Linked DNA regions of Mus musculus: region 1 is linked to region 2. The links are chromatin contacts, called in public Hi-C maps. All regions are on one chromosome and are shown on one strand. The core of a region is the stretch at or near the end of the contact, and the rest is flanking DNA. Distances in the headings are between cores, read along the strand shown. Region 1 holds the start of Fbl (fibrillarin). Region 2 holds the start of Zfp574 (zinc finger protein 574).

Evidence for each region. Hi-C and Micro-C count contacts between places; a contact is called where the count stands out from the background.
Region 1: a contact with region 2 is called in a Hi-C map of CD4 T cells, with 8 times the contacts expected there. The contact joins the promoter of Fbl here to the promoter of Zfp574 in region 2.

The regions. Positions count from the first base shown.
Region 1 is chr7:28,166,106-28,172,135 of GRCm38.p6, forward strand. It overlaps Fbl (fibrillarin), which reads left to right and starts at 3,643. Exons shown (of 9, transcript NM_007991.3): 1 at 3,643-3,713. The coding sequence starts at 3,704. Gm31024 (a long non-coding RNA gene) reads right to left here and starts at 2,757. Exons shown (of 2, transcript XR_001778069.2): 1 at 2,003-2,757; 2 at 1,168-1,820.
Region 2 is chr7:25,075,131-25,081,208 of GRCm38.p6, forward strand. It overlaps Zfp574 (zinc finger protein 574), which reads left to right and starts at 1,677. Exons shown (of 2, transcript NM_175477.5): 1 at 1,677-2,352; 2 at 4,405-6,078. The coding sequence starts at 4,425. It also overlaps a transcript of Grik5 not described here.

The DNA of each region.
Region 1 (6,030 bases), core at 2,393-4,892, 3.1 Mb after region 2:
GACTGGGCTGGAGTTTGGGGCAAGTTAAAATCACAAACAGGGGGCTGGAGAGATGGTTCAGTGGTTAAGAGCGCTGACTGCTCTTCTGAAGGTCCTGAGTTCAAATCCCAGCAACCACATGGTGGCTCACAACCATCTGTAATAAGATCTGACGCCCTCTTCTGGTGTGTCTGAAGACAGTTACAGTGTACTCACATATAATAAATAAATAAACCTTTTTTAAAAATCACCAACAGAGTAGACATAACTTGGAAATTGATAGTTCTGGTGAGGGAAATGAAAGCACAGCCTAGTAGCTTTCAAAATTACTGGCTTAGCCAAGAGGCAGAGAGTGCAGGAAAACTCTGCTAATTAAGGTTGAAGTCCACCATTGACCGGAGAGCCTTCTGGAGCTCAGCGAAATATGGAGGACTCCCTTCATTGGCAGGGATTCTCCTTCTCTGACCTTGCATGGGAAGTTCACACACACACACACACACACACACACACACACACACACCCCTCTACCTGTGGAATATCACATAGCCTAAGCTCAACTTCCTTTCTCCTGTGAAGAACCTGGTTAGCTAGCACCCTAGATTCCTGAAATGCTTCCCCATGCTAATGAGACATTTCGGTACCTTAAGCCTTCAGCCAGTGATGTTTGCCCAACCTGGATGATCCTATGCCCAGTCTCCAAAATTATATAAGCCTTGGATCACCCCAAGTAAAGTTGATCTGTCTCCCTGCATCTGGTGGTGGCAGTGCCACCCTTCACCATATGTACTCACAGGGCTTCTGACACACACCCCACCTTGTGGACCAATATGGCTGGACAATCCCCAAGGGTGGAGAGAGTCACAGAGAGAAAGGGCACTGAGGAGAGTGAGGATCCAATCTTATATTCTAGCTTCATTCTGTTGCTATGTCCAATACCATGGCCTAAGCAACTTAGGAGAGGTAAGGACTTTACTGCATTTTGCAGGTTGCCATCAATTACTGAGGAAAGTTGGGAACCCGAGCAAGATCAGAGTAGAAACACTGGAGGAGCATTGCTTGCTGGCTCCTTCCAGGCTTGTGCTTACCGAGTTTTCTTATACAGCCTACAACCACATGCCTAGGAATGGTACCACCCCCAGTGGACTCTTCTAGGACACTCCATCCCTTATCAAGTTGATCCACAAAAACTTCACCTTAAGCATAACCATTTAATTCCTTGTCCCCCAAAGTCTTGTGTGAATGTCATAATTTAAAACACAGTCAAACATTTAAGTCTTTAAATTTTTTCAGCAGTCTAAAAGTCCAAGGTTTCTTTAAAAATTCCAAGCACTAGTGCAGGGCTCAGCCCTATATCAGTCCCACCAGCACCCAAAAGCCTGGGTAGTCCAGCTTCTCCAACTCTGCAGTCCTCAGCACACAGCTTGTCTCAGGTTTAACCTGGTTCCACATCACACCTGCCGCTGTTCTTGGTGGACATTCAGCAGTCTTGGCATCTGCAGTAACCTGGGACCTCCTTTGTAATTGAGGCCACACCTTCACGAGTGACCTCTCCACAGGGACTCTAACACCGCCATATGTTACCAAATCTCAGCTGCTCTCCACGACCCCTCTCATACCTTCACAACTAGTACTTCCTAGCTGACTCTTACATAGTACTTGCCAAGTTCAGACCTTATTGAACTTTTTAAATAAATAATAATAATAATAAAAATAGCCAGGCAGTGGTGGTGCACGCCTTTTATCTCAGCACTTGAGAGGCAGAGGCAGGCGGATTTCTGAGTTTGGGGCCAGCCTGGTCTACAGAGTGAGTTCCAGGACAGCCAGGGATACACAGAGAAACCCTGTCTCAAACAAACAAACAAACAAACAAAAAAAAAAGAATGAAAGAAAGAATTTAAATTAATTTTTTAAGAAATCCTAGGAGCTTGGGAGGTATCTCAGCAAGTAAGAAATCTTGCGCTGAGCAAGCATGAGGACTTGAGTTCAAATCCTAATGCCTGTCTTAAAAAATTGAAGTGGTCACCTGTGTGTCTGTAACACCAGGGCTGGGGTGGTAGTGGTGAGACAGGGGACTTTCTGGCCACCAGCCTAGCTCCGGGTTCAGTGAGGATCCTAAATCAAGAGAATAAGAGAGAGGGTGATAGAGCAGAACACCGTACATCCTCCTCCATTCTCTGCATACCTGCATGTGTGTGGGCACACACACACTCGTGAACACATACACACACAATGTGTAAGCACTAAAACATTTCAGTGTCTTACAGGCTTGTAAGAATCCCCTTTAATGCTTATTTTGTCTAAAACAAAACAAAAACCAGTGCTGGATGCTAGGGTGATTTGTCACCCTGGCAACCATCCAGCCCTTCCCTGGCACTTGGCTGCCTTGAATGACTACCATCCAAGCAAACCCCTCTTGGCAGCCAGCTGGTCTACTGTCATGGCAGCCTGGCAGCTCTTGAATGCTCCACAGACACCTCCAGGAAGCTATACTGCATGGACCACCACTTAATGCTAAAAGACAACTCCTGCTCTAGGAGGCACTATCCTGGCCCTGACTATCCCCAAGAGTTTAACATGGACTTTTTGCCATCAGAAGCCTCTATAATCCTTGGCAGCCACTTCACCAAGGCCAGAGGGAAACCATTTCCCCTGGTAACCCAACAAAAAGTCAGCGGTTAGTGCAAATGATCTTTCAGTTGCACGGAAGGCTGTAAGTTCTGGCTATTAGGACGCTTCTTCTGGAGACCGGTCGCTCCTGTGCTGCCTCCTGGTGGTGCAACATTAACACTGGGCCTTCTGCAACAGTTGTTGCTCGACTGATGTGATCTTTATCAGTAGGGTGGGCTGAATTCATGACCTGAAGAGGAGGAACAGAGGCAGAAACAACTGCAAACCAGCAGTGGCCTGGGAGCAGCTGCGACAACATTTGGGTGAGTGAAGATTTCCAGTAAGAGGCCAGGGGTAGAGAGCAGAAGCAGTGAGATGCCTGTTCTTCGCTGTAAAGGAGGGAGCTCTTTGAGCGGAAAAGGAAAAGGAAGGAGAAATAGAAAAGCGAAGTGTACCATAGGAGATCCCGAGTTCCAGCTCAGCCTGGACCCCACTGCAAAACCCTGTCATAAAATACAAACCTCAACAACAAACAGAAACATAAGGCTGTGCTGGAGAGATAGCTCAGCTGTGAAGAGAACATAATGCTCTTGATGAAGACTCAGGTTCGGGTCTCAGCACCTATTTGGCGGCTCACAATTAATTGCCGGTAACTCTAGTTCCAGGGGATCTGACGCCTTCTCCTGACTTCCATGGCGTATGCGTGGTGCACAGACAGACGAATATGCAAGCTAAACACTTCTAAGGATAAAATTTTAAAAATTTAAAGTCTTTGAAAAATAATAAATTTTTAAAAATCGGTATAACCCCTGATTCCTGGAGTGCTAGCATAAGTGAGAGGAAAAGTCGCAGCGCACTTGTGATAAAATTTGCCACTCTAGGAAAAAGTGAGGAGCGTAGAGACACGACAGAGCCGGAAAAGGATTCAGAACTCCCACCCAAGGGGCCGACTCCGACTTCCGGGAGACGGGACGCGCGTCTAAGGGGCGTGGTTACGCGCTTCCGTCACTCGCCGTGCGTCACCGCGCGCAGGCGCTCCTTTCCACGTGCGAAAGCCTGAGACTCGTGGAGTCGGGGACGCCGCAGGTTGCCTGAATCGCGCGACCAGAACGCAGTAATGAAGCCAGGTAAGGACCACGGTGCGGGCAGGAGTCGGGGGCTCTAGGCGCGGCGGGCGGGGACCGCGGCCGCTCGGGGCCGGGGGATGTGGCCGTGAGCTCGGCTCACCGGCCGGCCTACAAGCTTGCCGCCTCAGAGCGGCCGGTGCGGCCCTCCAGACCCTGACCCAGAGTTGGGGCTTGGATCTCCGAGCATTGCTTTAGGGGATCCGACTTGGGTCGCAGATGAAAGGGCCCCTGTCTCCACCCCAAGCCTTCCCTGTTGCCGCCGTCACCCACTGTCACTCCCTGTCAACGATACCTTGGTCCCCAACCCAGCTTCCCCCCGGGTAAATGAGGATCTCCGGCTCCGTGGTGTGCGGCGCTCGCGTGCACAGGCTGGCGCTCGCCGCGCTTCCGGGAGGGGCGGGACCCAAGGCTTGTAGGAGTAGAGGCTCTGGGGACCTGGGAGTCCCTGCTCTGTAGTGAGAGCGACTTTACTAGCCCGGCTATTAGCGGGGTAGGTGATTGGAATTGAGAGGGGTTGGTTTAGGTTTGGATTTTGAGAGCGTCTTGTCACGTGATCCTAGCTGGCCGAGATCCACCAGCCTTTACCTCCAGAGTACGGGGATTAAAGGCGTGCGCCACCACGGCTGGCCTGACAAATGTATCCATCTCACCTATTTCCCGCGTTTTTTTCTGATGAGCCCACTGTATGGTGGATGATGGCGAGAGTTCTGGCTTTGACAATAGAAAGTTCTCGTTTCTCTCTTGAGTTCTTAATGGATAAGTGGTTTTCTTGGTGATAGGTTACTCTGGGCTGTCAATCCTAGCACTCGGAAAGCGGAGACAGTTAGATAATGAGTTTGTAACACCAGTCTGTTCTACATTAGTCGTGATAGCATGAGCTTTTCCTGTTGCCGAAGGATCAGTTTTCACCACTGCAGGTTTTTGTCTGGCGTGGACACACATGTTCCTGTGGACAGATGGAGAGTAAGTCACTGCAGGCGATAGTGACCCATCTCTCCCTCCCAGACATGTTGAATATCTATCTGGGGCTCTGTTCTGGATGTCTGGGGAAGTAAGGTGGAGGGATTGCTAGTCTGGATGTTCTCCTGGCATCCTGTGATTTGTGCTTTCCCCTCAACCTTTCTCCATCACACGATAGAATGAGAATTGTTGAACAGTCGAATCTTCTGTGACAGTTTGTGTCTTGAATACGAAGCAGCTTTGGGGGAGATTGTTTTAAACAGAGGTGTGCTACAAAGTATGGTGGACGATTCTCAACAAGGTCCTTTATTTTCATGTTTGTGTATTGAAATGGCATCTTATTGTAATAGCCTAGGCTAGCCTCAGACTCGGCTTCCCAAGTGGCTGGGTTGCAGGCATGTGATTGCAGCAGTTGCTGGAGTTGCTAGTTTGGAGGTGGGGAGACTTGTAGAGAAAAGCAGATTCTAAAACAGCAGACTGTGTGTGAACATAAAAGTCTTGTTGAGTAGTGAGTCCTTTCGGTTCATTTTCCTCAAAACCCCAGGACCAGAAATGGATCCTGATAACACATTGAGTATTATGTGTCTGAGTTGACCCTGCTATCTACCGGTCGCCATGAGGATGCCAACAGCTTGCCAGATCTCTGTTCTGTCAGGCCCAGGGTTGGAGCTAGTGGCTCTTCTCCTCAGTACTCTTGTGTATACAGTTCCTTGATTTTTCTATCATTCCCATAGACCTTTGCTACTTTAGGGTCTTGAGTAACAGTAGCATAGCCATCCTCCCATATGAGCTACAGGACACCATTCTCTTCTGAATGAAAACAAGTGGTTTCTCTGAGGCAGAATCCAGGGCTGTGGATATGGCTCAGCTGATAAAGTGCTTCCTGGCATTCGGGAGACAATAGCTTTATTCTCCTGTGCTACCTAGGGATAGGTGTGGTGGTGAACATCCATCTTCCTGCCTTCGAGGTGGGGGGGGTCAAAAATTCAGATTGATCAACCATTGCAGCTGGAGACCCTGTCTCAAGGTCATCGGCAGACGTTTGCTGACTGATTGTTGGTGTCAGCATTGGATTGTGCTGAGATGCTGTAACCAGAATAATTACAAAGCCTTTTGTGCATTTGGAACTTGTGGGTGCCAGTGAGACTGACAGTTAAATGTAACGTGACAAGAAGTGGGCTGAGTCTGTACCACTTAGTCAGACACCCAAGTGCGGGAGTGCTGTGCCTGCCTGCGGGAGCTGGGAAGAGGGGCAGCTCGCATGAGATTTCAAAGCCTGCCATTTGCAGATGGGGGACAGCCTGGGTTGATGAATCTCAATTTAGGCTATACATTAAGGTCCTGCAGGGAACTCAAA
Region 2 (6,078 bases), core at 427-2,926:
CCACTAGGCACCTCAAGATACTAATCAGATACTAAAAGTAAGTCCTCGAGCCATGTGTAGTGATGCATGCCATTAATCCCAGCAGGCAGACAGAAGCAGGGGGATCTCTTGAGACCAGCCTGGACTACATACGAGTTTCAGGGTTACATAGAGATGCTGTCTCAACAATTATTTTCTTTTTTGGGGGGGGGGTGTCAGACAGGGTTTCTCTGTGTAGCCCTGGCTGTCCTGGAACTCACTCTGTAGACCAGGCTGGCCTTTAACTCAGAAATCCACCTGCTTCTGCCAAGTGCTGGAAAGGTGTGTGCCACCACTGCCCAACAAAAATTAATTTCTATATAGCAGTATTTACTTAGTGTCTCGAAAACCCGGGACAAAGACTAGCATCCCTTTTCAGAGATAAAAACAAAAACAAAAGCCGGGTATGGTGGCGCACACCTTTAATCCCAGCACTCGGGAGGCAGAGGCAGGTGGATTTCTGAGTTCAAGGCCAGCCTGTTTTACAAAGTGAATTCCAGGACAGCCAGAGCTATACAGAGAAACCCTGTCTCGAAGAACTAAAAAAAACCAAAACAACAACAACAACAACAAAAAAAACTAAACCTGAGACAGAGTGGAGTTGTTTTGCCCAAAGTCACAGCTAAGAAGTACCAGGGCCAGGATAAGCAGCCTAGTTAGAACATGTAGGTATACTTGCTAGGGAGTCCAGTAAGAAGACATCCAGCTAGACATCCAAAGGAGGGCACACACATGGTGACAACTGGAGACTCAGACCTACCTGTGGTTCTGTGTTCAAACCCCTCCTAGTTTTTCTGAGCTTCAGTTGGGGAAACGGGGGACAGTTTGACCAACCAGATGCACCTCTGATAACTCCCTTAACCTTGGCTTCAAGAGGGAGCTTCCTGAAAACTGTGGTGTACTTGTGTGGAGTCCAAATATGGATACTGGATCTCTTCAGTCACTCGCTACCATATTACATTCAGGTGTGTGTGTGTATGTTCATGTATGCACACTCTGGTATATGCAGAAGTCAGAGAACAACTTACAAGAGTCAGTTCTCTCCTTTCACCCTGTGGATCCCAGAATCAAAACTCCAGATCAGGCTTAGCATGTGGCTTTACGCGCTGAACCATCTCCCTGGCTGGCCTGGAACTTCATGTTTTCCCAGGAAATTCTTCCCATGCCTAGGGGTCCTTAACTGTAACTGTGTGGAAGGGCAGTCACCTGGAAAGATACCTTTAATGCTCAAAACAGGAGAGGCCGAGTCAGGCGGATCTCTGTGAGGCCAGCCTGTTCACAAAGCCAGACCATGCCTCAAACAAAAACAAGAACAACTGACTCGATCCACTACAAATCCCATAAACTTCCTTCTTCAGGTCTTCCACCCCACACCCTCAGCTTCTTCCAAGGGACCTTACTAACGGGGCTTTTCCTTTCTCCTTCCATTTCTCACTTCCTGTCACGTACCTCTTCCTCTAAACTCCCTCTCCTGACATCTTGTTTCCATTCTACTCTTCCTCGATTTCCCCGTTCATCCTCTTAATAGGAAAAAAAAGTCTTAAGCCTTGTTTTGTTCCTTTTGCCCTGTGTGACTGCTGCTGCTTGGTTTCCTCTCCCATTCACGCCGAGTGGTGTCTCTTTTTTTTTTTTTTTTTTTTTTTGCCACTGGCCCTCAGGGATCCTTGACTGTAACCCGCCGGCCTCCAGGGCTTTGCGTGTCTCTACAGCCTACACTGCCCGAATCCCCTACGCCTAGCTTGTCAGGCGCCCCCAAGATGGCGCCTCCAGCTTCGTCCCGCCTCCCGACGTCATCGCGCCCTCTCCGCTCAGCGCTCCCCTTTCGAGCTATCAAAGGCGGAATCCGAGAAGAGGTGGAAGAGGAAGAACCTCCAGGGAGGATTAAAGAGGCGGGTAGTATCCACCTGGAGGCCGACCAGCGAGGGAACATTGCTAAAGGATTGGCTGGGCGCTGCGCGATCCCACCCCTCCGCTCTATTGGTCGAGGCTTCAGGAAACCTGAGCATCGATTGGTCTAATGACAGGGGCAGACAGCCGATGATTGGGCGAATTGTGCAGTTCTTCGCAGCGGCCCAGGCGGAAGGTGGGAGGAGCGTTGTTGAGGGCGGCCTGGGGTGAGAGCGAGGCTGCGGAGCAGGCGAGACGACGGGCGCTAGAGAGGACGCGGCGCTAGAGTGGCGGTGCAAAGGGACCTGAAGCCCGTAGCCCGGCCTGGGGCCGGCGAGACGGCCGAGGCGGGTGAGTCCCCGCCGGAGCGCAGAGGTCCGGCCCCACCCGGCGGCTTGCCTGCGTCATTCGGCCTGCACGATGAAGGCCTGAAGGATCGCGTCCCGGGTGCGGAGAGCGGAGCGGCCGTTGGGCGCGCGGGCCGGGCGGGGGCTGTGCCGGGACGGCGGGTGGGATGGGGGACTGGAGTTGAGTGCGGGGCTGAGTGAGGAGGGGCAGGGCTCGGGCTGCAGGCCGGGGGCCGACCTTGGCGGGAAGGGGAGGTCCCAGAGCTGCCTCGCCGGAGGGCTCTCTGGTTGCATGGGGTATCGGGGCCACGGGTGGGTGCGCTGGGATGGGGATCAGAATCGAAAGGGGACGGTTAGAGGACTCATGGATGCCGGGGTGGGGAGCTGGCCCGAGAAAGGAGGTAATTAACGCAGGGAGGAAAATCGATTTCTGCCTGGAAAGAGCTGAGGCAGAGAAGAGGTTTTTGAGGTATCTTTAGAGCGAAGGGAGGGATCAGGTGTGGAAAACGGAGTAATGCTGACAAGGAAGACCGATAAACGCATGAAAGTGGGGCTTGGAAAGTATTGACAGAGGTCTTTATTTATTCTTACGGGTTTCAATAGGTTGAGCTAGAGGGGAGGGATTGTTTTGTTTTAGATACAGGTAAGTAGGCCAAAGGGAATATTCGAGCAATCTTGGGTGTAGTTGGAGAGACAGAGATGTGTGCTACAGAGAGCAGTCTAGGAATTTTGGGGATGTACCATATTGATAACTCTGGGGGATTTGGGTATCCCCATAGTTGTTTGCTGGTGAGAAGGTTTAAGTATGAAGAGGACCTCTTTTTGCAGGGTTTGAGTACAGATGGAGTTTCTAAGTGACAGACATTGGAAACCCTGAGTGAGATAGGTGAAAGGTTAAGCAATTGTGAAGGATGGGCCAGCTATTCCTGGCCAAGATTACAAAAAAGGAGAAATTCAGTCAGTATGAAATAGGGATCTGAAAATCCCTGGAGTGCGTTAGGATGAATTTGGGTCTTTTCTCAGAGGGGAAAAAAAAGGTTTAGGTTATACTCAGTAGCGGGGTTCTCAGCTGAGTTCATTAAGGTTGGCCTGGACCCTTATGCAAAAAAGGGTAGTGTTGGTTGGGGAGGAGGCACATAGGCATTCCTCGATGAGTTAGAGTTAAGTCAGTGTGAATAGCTGACAGTGTGCTGGGGCAGTAGCACAGCACACTTGGTCTTGGTGGAGAGAAAGGGTGATTGAAAACTCTAGGGGTGTGTCAGAAAGGTGAGACGCATCTGGCTGTGACGGATTAGACTTTGGTGGAGATGGACCTTCCGGGTAAAGGGTAATCCTGTGGTGGGCCTTTTTCCCTTTTGGTTTCTCCATGTAGCCCAGCCTGTCCCAGAACTAACTATGTAGATCAGCCTGGCTGTGAATTCCTAGCAATCTGCCTGACTCTGCCTTAGAGGGCTGGAATTAAAAGCATGAACTGCCCAGCTGAGAAGATCTTGATATGATTAGTTTAAACTTGTTTTAAAGAGTCTGAGTATCAGGAAGTGGTTAAGGTGGGAAAGTATGGAGATGGGTTCAGCCAGTGAGAGAAAATTTGGTAGCCGGGTAACTTGATGTGAGGAACCTGGGCATTGGTGGTTAGCAGAGGTTGGGTGGCAAGACCACCAGTGCCACCAGTTGGCTTGGACACCAGCTTGAGTGGTCTGAGTGTGAAAAGAAGTTTGTGAGCCTGCCAGAAGGCAGAGTCTATGTAGGAGTGCAGCTTGGAGGGACAGGCCATGAGAGTGTTTGAGGATTCTGCAAGTAGCTTGGCAAAGGAATACTGTCCCATGCAGTGGTAAGGAGTCAAAGGACAGTCTGCATTGGAAGGAGACAGGTTCCTGTTTGATGGACAGGGCTTTGGGAACCAGTTTGGAGGTATGGGAAATAGAGAGGATTGAGGTCATAGGAGCTGGTGTTCAATGCAAGCTAAATGAGCTGGGAGCTTTGGGAGAAAGTCCCTGGGACAAGACCATTGGAGAAATTCGTGTTGGCTGTTCCTATGTTCAGGCAAGGAGGATTATTAGGGAGGGCATTGGAGCGGGAAAATGTAATGAAGAAGTTGGATGGAATAAAATACCCCGGAGGATTGACTTGTCGCTGCCTTCCCTCCTCTCAGCCCAGGGCCTTGCTGCTGCCATGACTGAGGAGAGTGAAGAGACGGTCCTGTACATTGAGCACCGCTATGTCTGCTCTGAGTGCAACCAGCTCTATGGATCCTTGGAGGAGGTGCTTGTGCACCAGAACTCCCACGTGCCCCAGCAGCACTTTGAGCTGGTGGGCGTGGCTGACCCTGGAGTCACAGTGGCCACAGAGGCTGCTTCAGGCACAGGCCTATATCAGACCCTCATCCAAGAGAGCCAGTACCAGTGTCTTGAGTGTGGGCAACTGCTCCTGTCCCCCAGCCAGCTCCTGGAGCACCAGGAGCTACACCTGAAGATGATGGCACCGCAGGAGGCAGTGCCAGCCAAGCCACCACCCAAGGTGCCCCCCTTGGGCTCCAGCGCCATCCACTATGAGTGTGTGGACTGTAAGGCTCTGTTCGCCAGCCAAGAGATGTGGCTTAGCCATCGCCAGACGCATCTCAGAGCCACGCCCAACAAGGCTCCTGCTCCTGTCGTCTTGGGGTCCCCAGTTGTTTTGGGCCCTCCTGTGGGCCAGGCTCGAGTGGCTGTGGAACATTCATACCGAAAAGCAGAAGAGGGTGGGGAGGGGGCGGCCGTTCCGTCTGTGGCCGCCACCACCGAGATGGTGACAGAAGTGGAGCTGCTCCTCTACAAGTGCTCCGAGTGCTCCCAGCTCTTCCAGATGCCCGCTGACTTCCTGGAGCACCAGGCCACCCACTTCCCTGCTCCTGTCCCGGAGGCTGCGGAGCCTGCCACACAGCAGGAAACCCAGGTCCCCTCACCCACTGAGGCAGCAGTGTCTCAGCCCGAACCCCTGCCAGCCTCTGATCACAGTTATGAGCTGCGGAATGAGCTGCGAAATGGGGAGGCCATTGGGCGAGACCGCAGGGGACGGAAGCCAAGGAGGAACAACAGTGGAGAGTCAGGTGGGGCGGCCACCCAGGAACTATTTTGCTCTGCCTGTGACCAGCTCTTTCTCTCACCCCACCAGCTACAGCAGCACCTTCGGAGTCACCGGGAGGGTGTTTTTAAGTGTCCCCTGTGCAGTCGTGTCTTCCCTAGCCCTTCTAGTCTGGACCAGCACCTTGGTGACCATAGCAGTGAGTCTCACTTCCTGTGTGTAGACTGTGGCCTAGCCTTTGGCACCGAAGCCCTCCTCCTGGCCCACCGGCGAGCCCATACCCCGAATCCTCTGCATTCGTGTCCCTGTGGGAAGACCTTTGTTAACCTCACCAAGTTCCTTTATCACCGGCGTACCCACGGAGCAGGAGGTGTCCCTTTGCCCACAACACCAGTTCCACCAGAGGAGCCTGCTATTAGCTTTCCTGAGCCAGCCCCTGCAGAGACCGGAGAGCTAGAGGCCCCAGAGCTCCCCGTATGTGAGGAGAGTTCAGCCGAGCCTGCAGCTCCAGGCTCTTACCGCTGCCTCCTGTGTAGCCGGGAGTTTGGTAAGGCGTTGCAGCTGACCCGGCACCAGCGTTTTGTGCACCGGCTAGAGCGGCGCCATAAGTGCAGCATTTGTGGCAAGATGTTCAAGAAGAAGTCTCATGTGCGGAACCATCTGCGTACACACACTGGGGAGCGGCCCTTCCCCTGCCCTGACTGCTCTAAGCCTTTCAACTCACCAGCCAACCTGGCCCGCCACCGGCTCACACACACGGGGGAGC